2 separate regions of the Zea mays genome follow, and region 2 is linked to region 1. A link is a contact called in public Hi-C data. All regions are on one chromosome and are shown on one strand. Each heading gives the region's core, a stretch centred on a gene start, on an enhancer-like site or on the middle of the called end of the contact. The rest is flanking DNA. Distances are from core to core; before and after follow the strand shown.

Region 1 (5,933 bases), core at 2,223-4,722:
ACTAATTTCTCTTGGGAAAATGTGGTTCCTAAACTAACCCTAAGAGCTAGTTTAAAAACACATTTTCTCAAAGGATTTCTATTTTTAAGAAAAAATAAAAATCTTTTGAAAAAACAGAGTTCGCAGACTAACACTAACAAAATTCTTTTGGCGTTCGCGTCCATATGTAGCTTTTCAGTTCTCTTGGCCTTCTGATTTCTATAGCAATTGTCTAATTTTTAGAATATGACCAACTTCTAGATAGATTCATACCAAGTTTCAAACGAATGCACTTAACTATATTAGTTTAGCTGATTTACATGTGGACTATATGATCATTGTTAGAACGAATTTCAATCAGAAGGATCGAAAGAACGATTTTAGCAGATTATTCTGAGTACATGGCGCGCGGCCGGCATGTATATGATCAAAAATAAAAATAAAAAAAACTGATTGGTTGTTAGTAAACGTTCGCTGCCATCCGGTCAGCGTTGGAATTGATAATAATGCCGTCGCTAGCTGCCCGATGAATAATTGATAGGGATCTCGTAACCACTGTATAATGTATTGCCGGTTGGTAAACCGGTCGCCAGAGTATTATTCTCTGCGTACCTTTTTTTCCCGCCCCCTATCATCATGCATCGCGTATTGGAGCAGGAGCTGTCGGTACAGCCAGTCGCATCGCCCAACGACGAGCCCTGCCCCGGCGGGTGTAGAGAATCCCATACGTGGATCGGATAAGAAAGAAAGGGCTCCCAGGTAGACAGGATTAATACTATAGGCACCGATCTATTCAACCCGATCGCCTGATCCAATCCGCCCCAATTCAATGAGTGAGCATGGAGTGTAATTTTCGACCCGCACGTGATTTTTGACATAAAACCAACACAACCTGAAAAAACCTAACCTAAAACAAAAAAAAGACCAACCCAATCCAAAAACCTTTGACCCGACACGTCAAATAGAAGTCACCGACCAAAACCCGACTCGACATAACAATAAATATGGGCCAGATACGAGTAGTGATAAATGACACACGACCCGATCCTTACCCGACATAAGCTCGACTATGCGTTTGAACAGGTCTAATCCTAGATACATATTTTGTCCCACACGTGTATTCTGTTGCATATTATTTTCCCCCAAATGGAAGAGGAAACTAGTGTATCTCAAATATAGGACTGAGAAATGTGATTCTTTTTATTTATAAAACCTGCATGTAGGACATGTCGGTAAGCTATCCGATTTTGTGAGCCTTCGTGCACTGCAGGAGTTGACCAGATCAGGTTTGACTAGCTCCGTGCTGTGATTTGCTTGCTGCAGTCAAGCAAAAGTTTCGACTGCCGGAGTTGACCAGATCAGTCTTGCAGTGATTCCGGTCCATGTTCAAGGAGGCAAGGTTTTAGATGATTTTGTTATTGTTAGAAAGAGGTGGTGAACTGTAGGTCCTCCCTACATTAACTTCAAAAAAAAAAAGAGGTGGTGAAGCTCGTTAAAGCTTTGCCTATCACCATGTTCTGGCTAAAAAATAATAATTATAGTATTTAGCTTTAACCAGACTATTTAAGGAAATCAAACTATATTAAAAAGTATATAAATATTTATGTCTGTACTAAATATTTTATAACAATATGTCTACTGATACTATTTAAATATTTAGTGTTTTAGTACTCTCTTAGTTCCAAATTATAAGTTCTTCTAGCTTTTCAAGCTATCTATCTTTTCGCTATGCATCTCGATATACACTATTTATATGCATAACTTTTGCTGTAAATCTAAAAGAGTCCGAACACTACAACTAATAAGGGAGTGTAGATTTATTTAGCACCTTTAAATAAGTTTATTGTTAAAACAGGGTACATCTTTAACTTAGTACTATTTAGTATACATTGTATACACAAATTATTTTATATATACAATGGAAAATTTCCGTCCTTCTCTCTCTAATATAAAAAACATAGTGTATATAAATTTTTTGGCTAATAATTCAGGCCAAAACACATATTTTTGGTGTATCCATGTTATATATTTGGATTTGTATTCAAAAGTAATTTGACATGATGTTCATTTTATATTTATTAAAGGCACGTTTTAAAAAAATAAATGTTCAAAGTTCTTATAAAAAGAAATATGCAGTTCTCTATAGAAATTCCATAAAAATTGGGAAACTTCTCCCCACATTCTGTAAAAATTTACGAATTCCTGGGGAGTTATTCCTCATTGACCAAATATGCATCATATTTAAAAATTTGGAGTGCCAAAAAAATACGCATCATATTTTTTTTAGGATGGAGCGAGTATTTTTTAATATGGTGACAAGTTAGCAAATTTACTGACTTGACGAGGTAAATATAGCTTTGTAGAGTATTGTGCGAATGAAATTCACTCTAAAAAGATGATACAGTGGTCATAGGCTGTTCACGGAGCAGAATTTTATTGCAGTATTTTTAAAAATATTATATCAGTTTTTGTCTATAAAACCGTGTAGGATAATCTAAATAAAACACACTTACCTATAGATGCCCAATAAGCACGAGATCCGCGAGCCCGGCACGAAGCCCGCTGTTTGGGCCCGGTCTGAGCCCGACACGGCCCGATTCTATGCGGGCCCGGGCCGGCCCGGCACGAATAAGCGGACCAGGCTCGGACAGGAAACTAGGCACGGTGGGCTAGCCCGGTACGACATGTTTACCTCTAAGCCCGTTAAACCCGCTTTTTTACACTAAAACGTGCTTACCGGCCCGCTTAGCCCGCTTTTCGGCCCATTTTTTCGTGCCCGTTTAGGCCCGCTGCGGCCCGGGCTTGGACAGGAAATTGAGCCCGCGTGCTTAGACGGCCCGACCCGGTTTTCTAACCGTGTCTGGCGGACCGGGCCTAAAACGGGTCGGGCTTCACCGTGCCCGAGCCGGGCCGGACGGCCCGTTTGGCCATCTCTACTCTTACCTGACATAAAACTGTATTTATCTTTCTTTTTATGAAATCATTGGTATGCCATTATACTTATAATAGAAAGGCATTTAAGGTCTAGTTTGGAAATCTCATTTTACCAAGTGATTTTCATTTATATTTTTCTTAGTAAATAATTTTTTTAAAAAAATTAGGGTTTCCAAACTAGCTTTAATAAAACGAAACTAGAATAAAATCTCTACAACAGCCTAGGTAACTGTAACTTGAAACTCTTTTGCAACTGAATTTATAATAAAATAATAATAAAGAAGGTTTTGGGGCTTCCTCGACTGACCTGCCCATACTTGGAACTCCACTCCAGTTTACTACCCTCCTCCGTCGAAAGCGACGCCTCACCGCAACACAAGGCCGCCCGCGGACACTGGGTCGGCGGGGCCCGCACCTCCTTGGCTCCTTTCCACGCAGCTTTTCCACAGCACAGTTGCCATCTGTCCTCGCCGGCGCAGGAGCAGCCTGCCCTGCCTCGCGTGCGACCCTCCTCTGCTTTTTAGAGAGAGACAGCGAGCACGCGCAGAGGAGAGGAGAGAGAAGCACCACGCCTCCCAGGCTCCCAGCGCGCACGCACCAGGGTCCAGGAGAGGAGGACACCGTCGCCTCCTGGTTGGTTCATCTCGTCAGTCGTCACCGCCTCCTGCAGCCAACCGGCGGGGATTCCTGTCCTGGATGCGACAAGGCCAGCAGGAGAGACCCTCCCCCTCTCCTTCTTCTCCCTGAGCAGGAAGCGGAAAGCCTTCCGCGCTTTTCAAAGATCGTAGGCCGCACGCCTGCAGCAGCCGCCGACTCAGGGCGAGCGTTGAGAGGAGGACGAAGAAGAGACTGAAGAAGAGCAGACCGAAGTGAGGCCGGAGGAAGGGATCGGGCCTTGCGGGATTCGGCAGTCCATCACGAGGTGTGTTTGCTTCTCCTCCTCCTTACCCATCGTCTTCTCGTCTCGACTCCCATCACCTTCTCGTCTCTAGAGTCGAGACTGGCGGCCATGCGCTAGTACCCGTATCCCTTTCCGGACCCAATTGAATGCCCTTGCGACGAACAACGCCGTCCTTACTCATTGTAGCCACCGTTTCTAGTACACCTCTTTACTAGTTCACCTCCTCCTCCTTACGGCACTGTGCTCTGCCTTTGCTGTTGGCTTCACAAGATTGTTTGCTTTCTTGTTAATTAGCATGGGAAAAAAAAGGGTGAAATCTGTTTTGATCTACCTGAACTTGTTGCTCATTTCGCTCGCCAAGGCTACCGACATGCTCATCTGGATTTGCTGCTCTGGTTGTAAAGCCGCGCGCGCGCAGCCTTTATTTGCATTAGGTAGCTTGGAGTGATCCGCTTTTGCCATGGCTACCGACAACATCATTGTTCTCTCAGAAGGCTCCACTGCTTAGCCTACATATTGGAGTGGGGTTACTGAACCAGGGCTCAACACTGCGCAGGTAAATGCGGCGCTAGGAGCTGCAGCGATGGCGTCGCTGGTACCCGGGGTCCTCCTCAAGCTCCTGCAGCACATGAACAGCGACGTCAAGGTCGCGGGCGAGCACCGGTCGTCGCTGCTCCAGGTCGTCAGCATCGTGCCCGCGCTCGCCGGGAGCGACCTGTTCACCAACCAGGGGTTCTACCTCAAGGTGTCCGACTCGTCGCACGCCACCTACGTGTCGCTGCCGGACGAGCAGCACGACCTCATCCTCAGCGACGTCATCCAGCTGGGGCAGTTCGTCCATGTCGACCGTCTCGAGGCAGCCACCCCGGTGCCGATCCTCAGGGGGGTCAGGCCGGTCCCGGGCCGCCATGCCTGCGTCGGCAGCCCGGAGGATCTTGTGGTGACCAGCTCCTCCACTTTTCTTCTTGGCAGCGGCAAGGCCGCCCAAGCCTCCTCCACCAATGGTAGTTCCAAGGATGCCGGTGCCCTGTCGCTAGAGAAAGAGCAGGGCAGGTTAGAGAAGATCAATGCTCCTCCCAAGAGCAACGGCACAGAGAGCAAGAAGCCCCAGCTCACCAAGTCGAACTCCAACCTCTCGAAACAGGCGCTCAATGGCCTCCTCTCGGACAAGAAGGACGTGGTTAGCTCGAAGGCAAAATCAACCAGCGCTAGGTCGACGCCGTCTTCCCCGACCAGCGCCCATTCTCTGCCTGCGTCGTTCGATAAATTCTCGAGTGACATGAAACAGAGAGTGAGAACCAAAGGAGCAGAGAAATCGCCGCCGTCAAGGCTGTCCTTGCTAGAAAAGGCTGCGTCTGTGTTGAAGGCCACTACGGCAGGGAGGAAGTCCTCCCTGGGTAACTCCATTAGTAACACCTTGTTGAGCTTCGAATCTGGGCCCAAGGCCTTGAGAAGAAGCTGGGAAGGGAAAGCAGATGCAAAGGACAAAGGCAATTCGGATTCAAAGCCTGCCAAAGCTGAAAAGAAGTCTGAAAATCGAAGCTCTTCGGTAAGTGTCAACAATGCCATGTCATATACAGCATGGGTATATAATACTTGTGAAGTTTTCATCAATGTAGGATCAACAACATCAATTCTGAACGTTTTCATCAATATATGATCAAGAACCTGACCATATGTGTCTCTTGTTAGGAACATGTAGACTGTAGTATTGCTTCAACTCATCAGTGCCCCTATTAATGTCTTATGTCCATGCAGCATGTTTAGTAAATAACCTTTGTTGATTCTCCCATGTTCAGACTCCCAGACGAAAATCATTAGCAGAAGAGAAACCATCGAATAAGGATGACAGTAAGATTCTGACTCCACCCAGGAAGAGCTCAGCGAGTGCTCCTGCAGACGATTCCGACAAAGTTGTGAACAACAAGCTTTCTTCTCCTATAAGGAGGACATCAGGGGTTTTAAATAACCCGAATGTCACTAATCTAGTGAAGGTTGCTGCAAGTAACAGGAAACTGACAGATGCTAGCGCTTCGTGGACAACGCTTCCTCCATCACTCGTTAAACTAGGGAAGGTATTTGCCAGCTGAGCCCCTGTGTTGCTGTTGACGTTCTACGC
Region 2 (5,933 bases), core at 1,626-4,125, 680 kb before region 1:
GGAGAGTTTCTTTTCAGCAGCAGTACTTCCCTTGAAAAGCATGCTTTGAAAATATTCCATCTGGATATTCGGCGACTTGCATTCACTTTTACCACCTTTTTCTTTCCAGTATTGTTTGAACTGCACTGTTTGTCTTCTACTAGAAGAGGGAGATAGGACGTCCTGAAGGATTGTGCAAAATTTTCAATTGTATGGTACTGATACTTGTTTTGATCACCAGCCCAGTATTGCTTTTGGTCCATCTTAGAGGTTACCTGGTCAGTGGCCAATTGAGAAAACTTGTTACATTGTTTTTGCAAAAGGACATGGAAAACTTGTTACATTATTTTGCAAAAGCACATGTATTGCAGAATAGCGACATTTTACGCTCCTGCACATAATTGTAAGTCATCTACTTCCTTCTTAATTTTGTGGATCTGATGTATTAGTTATCCTCAAACAGTCAAAAAAAATATCTCGAAACTTATCCTCAAACACTGTTATGTTTAGCTATTCCTTCTAGGCATCACTGTTATGTTTAGCTATTTCTTTTTTTCTCAAACACGCAACATATCATTATATTAAGACGAAAGAAAATTCTAGGCAGTTAGGCTCATTTGATGGTTTATTACCTCTTGAAGGAAATCGGCTACATTCTTTCTGTCAGGGCATTTGAATCCCATACTTTCAAAGAAGTCCGTAGCATTTTCTCGAGGACCATGATACACAATTTGCCCCTCACATAAAAGTATAATGTCGTCAAATAATTCCAATGTCTCAGGAGGTGGTTGCAGCAAGGAAATAACCATTGTGAGATCCATCAAATGGGCCATCTGTTGGAGAAACTTCATGATCTCAAATGTCGTGGAGCTATCTAGACCTGTTGATATATCATCCATAAAGAAGCACCTTGCTAGACCAACCAGCATCTCCCCTGCATTAAACAACATCACGTTAATGTATGCCAACTTAGGTTAGGTTCCAGTTAACTATATCTTTACTCTGTTCCTTATTCTAATATTCTGGTTAGTTAAGCATTCAATTTTAGAGCTACTCATTATTCGTTATCATGAAGATTCCTGCCCTGGTAAGAACCTTTTGCGTTCTTGAGGTGGTGGAATGTCAGTTAATGTGGCTTTGTTTCAGATTGAAGTGTGTGCTTCCAGTGGCAGCTAAATAAATCCTATAGCTATGTATTTTACAATCAGCCATGATAGGAATGCTTACCAATTGTGGCTCTTTTCTTTTGCCCTCCAGATATTCCTCTCCTCATCTCGTCTCCTACTAGGGTATCAGCACACTCAGACAGGCCAAGTATCTGCATACAATCAACTGTTACTATTGTATCATCAAGGTATACAGCAAATCAAACAAGTAACTAAATTACCTTGATAATGTAGTTTGTTGTGAGGTTGCTTCCTTCTCCAAAGGTGGTGGCCTGAGAGACGAGCTATTTGAGTAACCAAACAAAACATAATCCGGTCTTTCAAAAATCTTAGTAAAGAAGAGCTACCTTAATGAACGAATCAAGATCTTGGTCCACTTTATTGATGACACCCTTTTTTCTTCTTATTGCTTCTCCTAGCATCTCTGGATTTGTCATTCCGTACAAACAGGAAATTTGTGTCAGTATAGTTGCCATGGAAAATTTGATTTATCTGGAGTATCATGTAGATACTTTCTTCTTGAGTTTTAACGTGTTTGCCTTGTCATAAATTGCAGCACATTCCAATGACCTTCAAAATGGAAAGCTCACTATATGCAAGAGTATGTCTTACCGAATTCGTTATTGGTTCCGAACATCTTAGAAGAGAAGTTGATTGTCTCCCTCACTGTCATCTCAGCATGATGGAGATCATACTGGCTAACATAAGCACGCAGGTACTGCGGTGTTGAGTGATTCATTTCTTCTCCATTGTACATGACTTTTCCCTTGAACTGTTCACAGTCATTGGCAACATATATTTATGTTAGTTGATGCTTCACAGTATTGTCTGTTTTTTTTTGCCTCTTTTTATGTTGACAAATACTTTGGTTAGCATGAAAGCAACTCAGTGTACCTTCAAAGAAGAATCCAGTTTTCCTGCCAACGCTTTTAGAAGAGTCGTCTTGCCTGATCCAGGCGCTCCCAGAAGGAGCGTCATCCTGACAGAATGGGATATAAAATTCAGTATATATCTTAACGAATTACTCCCTTCGTCCTGAAATATGAGGGACCTAAGTTTATCCTAAGTCAAACTGTTGGCTAATAACAGACTATAAAATTCATACGCATGCATTTTTATTAACTTTTCCGCTAAATCTGATCAAGCGCTTATGTTTGACATACAACAGGATGCTGGGATCCAAGTCTGTGCGCATGAGGAGACATGTACCTTGACGGCCGGATGACCCCGCTTACTTCGTTTATGATTCTCATAGGTCTTTTCCTGGTAACACACATATGGACAGACGTCGCTAATTCCTGAAAGCAAAATAAACTCATCATCAGAAATCTCTCTCTCTCTCTCTCTCTTTTTCCCCGAATATGACCTACCAACTTTGCATTGTAAAACAAACACATGCATGCCATACACTTGTATTTTAGCTCTCGCTAAAGCACGCAGCAGCGTAACCGTAACGAGGCGCGGTATCCTTTCGATTCTGGACTGAACTCCATGTGTTCAATTCGAACTGGCCTAAGGTTGTCTGCAGATTTACAAACCCGCTTACAGTCGTGATTTTGTAATTTTTATTTATGTTTTTCTTACAGCATAGAACCTGCTGATGCATCAATGTCCCACTATCTATTTGGGCACAAGATGAGCCTCATTAATCATGAGGAATCTAGCAGACGTGTTGGGTTCTCTTGGTTCACTCCCAGCGCGCAGGGGGACGCCAAGAAGCACTACTGATGATGCGGCAGGCTGGGGGATCGGACAGGCCCACATTAAAGGCGGTCTCGTCAACGTCATGGTCTGCGCTGCTTCCTACCACGAGTAAATGAGGAACTCGAAGCTTGGCAAGACTGAGGAGAGAGAGAAGAAAAGCAGGCTATACTGCTATAGCCAGTTTAGTCACAAGTTGATCATAAATTAATAATAGAAAGCTAACTACAAAGATCCGCCAGCAATCCACTATACATTACTCTAATTGCTTCTTTCAACGTCCTAAATCTCAGGAAATACTATAAGATCCATGCATAGTGCCATAACTCTGAATGATGCAAGTGTTGTTTTAATATGGTCCAACGTACGTCGTACTAGTATTTGTTGTTTCAAACTTGCAGAATTTGATCTTTTTTTTATCGACAGTAGTAGATGGAACCAACCATGCTCTGCTAACTACTTCCTCTGTTTATTTGGAAAGAACATATATCTGACTTTTAGAGTGGTTAAACTTTTCTAATATACTGATATTAGGATGCGTAATAAGTAGATTAATCTATAATGGAATATGTTTTTTTAAAAACAAACATGTTTCGAACTATAAATATTGATATTATCAAATCTAGCCAGTTTTAAAAAGTTTAACCGGTGTACAAGCGCGGCTGCTAGCGAGATCGATACACGTTTCTCCTTGCACGGAGCTCCGGTGTAACCTAAAAACGCTACACGGACGGACGGACGTATTTATTGCGTGCACCTGTTGCTGCAGCTTGGATCGTTCGCAAGCACCTCAACGGAAAACGGATCAGAGCAAAGGTGTTTAGGATGGGAGGACAATCCATTCGACGTGTCTCACCAAATCCACAGCCCTTTTAATTTCTATCTTTCCGACGAACGAAATTATACGAAATCATATATGTAAAAAATAGGCAGATAGAAGTCGATCTTTTCGGGAAAAAAAGAAAAAAGAAAACTCCTTGCAGCTTGCAGCAGCAATGCTAATGCTATATGCATGCACCATCCATAGGAGGAAGGAGGAGAGACAAAGCCACAAAGAAAACCAAGGAAGGAATCAATGCGACGAACGGAACAGCTACTACTAGTGCATCGCGGCTGCGGCGGCGTACGTAGATGAAACACGACGACGACGACGGCGGCGGGGTCCGTCGTGTCGTTATTACCTGGGCGGCGTTGACGGCGGAGTTGAGCAGCGTCGGGACGGCGCGGCTGCCGACGCGGACGTCCGCCTCCACGGCGAGCCTCTCGAACCGCACCTCCACCTTGTGCGCCTCCACGCCCAGCCTGCGCTCCGACCATGCCAGCCAGTTCATCAGGGCCGGACTTTGCAACTCATATCTAGAATAATATGATAATAACAGATTGATCGATGCATGCAGCATGCATGTTACTATAGTTCATCTGTTGGCGCAATATATCACCTCTCTTTCTTCTCGCGAAGCATCCGGAGGAAGCCGCGGTTGTCGTCGTGGGTGAGCGGCGGCGGCTTCGTCGCGGCCGGCGCCGTCGTCGTGCCCACATCGTACCAGTCCTCGTCCTCGAGGCCGCCGACGCCGGCGAGCTCCATATCACCAGCGGACTATAGAAGCTAATTAACAGATCGAAACTATCTATCTACCTCTGCTGCAGGTACGTACGTCACGACGGCCGGGACGATGGCTCGCTATATATATACACACTAAGGCAATTTGGTACGGACTCCGGTTTCTAAATATTATTATATGCATATTTAAATTATTTATCCCTATTAAGTTCAAAGGAATGTGTAATCCGAAGGTAGGCGCTAGATGTTCGGAACGGGGAGTCGTGTGTTCGAATTTCAGTTGTGCAATATATTTTGCGCCCTGATGTGGAGAGTGCGCTGTGGGGGCGGGCGGCCGGGCTGGCGCTGGGCCCACAGGGCAGCGGACGCAGCTAGGCGCCGGCCGGTTGTTATTTTTGAAATTACATATATTGTTCTGCACATGTATGTATTTGTAAAGCTAACTCATGTACATAAATTATCTCTTTTGCGAGTAGAATACGACTTAAAACTTATGTTGAAGATGAAATATTATTTCCTGGCGAACTCTGGACAAAAACTAAGGATTTGGTATATGAAAGACGGTCATCATCCCAATATAATAGAGGGCTCCAGAGAACACTCTAAAAGGGGAGCATGTAGTCAACCACAAAAAAAATCTAGCAGTGGGCCTAGCTTCGTACCACGATCAATTCTGCTGCGCTGACAGCTAGGCGTGGGACACACATGGCATCAGACATAGCAATCACGGGCGGAGACGACGCACGGTGGAATTCTTCCGCCTACTTAAATATAGTAGAGATATATATATATCTTCTCGATGTGCTTGTGCGTTCTAATCGCGTCGATATTTGTCTGATACTCACGTTCACATATATCAGTGTTCGATTAGTAAAGGATTAGAAGTTTTAAGACAAGACAAGCGGAGTCTTAGTTTCCAACTGCCAATTTGAGTGGGAGTTGTGCCCCCGCTGAGCTAAACGTGGGTTTTTTGCCCACTCATAACTAGGTTATTTCATGGTTATTAGGATGGTCGGTGGATGTGTTGTTGAAGATAGGCCTAGTTTTTGGGCTGCCACGGGCCCCTGGCAGCCGCGCCATCTCGCTGGGCATCGCAACCACCTTATTCCGTGTGTGTGCCACTTTCCCGCACCACACACACCTGCATCCCATGCTTTTCGTGTGTGTGCCGCTTTCCCGCACACACACCCGCCTGCACTATCATGAGATGAGAGATGGTTGCTGATAATAAGGCTATTCTCAGAGGTGGTTTCATGCAAATTTAATAGTGTGCCACATCAGATTTATTGGTGATATATGGCATAACATTTGAGAGGATTGAGTTTCATGGGATGAAATTAGTTTTATGAGGATGAAACCATATCAACTCATTTTCAAGGTCTTGAAAACCGCGTGTAACCTTCATTTATAGTGATTTTTGTTTCATATTCACATAATTTACTAACTTCTATTGGTCATTAAGTTCCAACATTTAATTATTGGTATGTTAGCCTATGAAAATCTAAGCGGAAATCTATGAGGAGACC

The links. A called contact is a pair of places that touch in the nucleus more often than the background predicts.
Region 2: a Hi-C map of tassel shows a contact between it and region 1, with 3 times the contacts expected there. The contact joins the enhancer-like site here to the promoter of LOC100275431 in region 1. A contact is called at or near these places in 2 of 25 Hi-C or Micro-C datasets (ear and tassel).

What each region holds. Positions count from the first base shown.
Region 1 is chr1:200,750,498-200,756,430 of Zm-B73-REFERENCE-NAM-5.0, reverse strand. It overlaps LOC100275431, which reads left to right and starts at 3,472. Exons shown (of 5, transcript NM_001149505.2): 1 at 3,472-3,835; 2 at 4,371-5,363; 3 at 5,614-5,889. The coding sequence starts at 4,398.
Region 2 is chr1:201,431,088-201,437,020 of Zm-B73-REFERENCE-NAM-5.0, reverse strand. It overlaps LOC109943490 (a long non-coding RNA gene), which reads left to right. Exons shown (of 6, transcript XR_004855452.1): 4 at 1-1,333; 5 at 1,702-1,860; 6 at 2,314-3,172. Among protein-coding and RNA genes, the nearest start is that of LOC109943490, 7.3 kb to the left of the region's middle. Within about 2 kb of position 2,875, at least 13 of the 20 cell types and tissues checked have an H3K27ac peak or open chromatin away from gene starts, as enhancers often do. A contact at or near this core is called in ear and tassel, where this site is marked.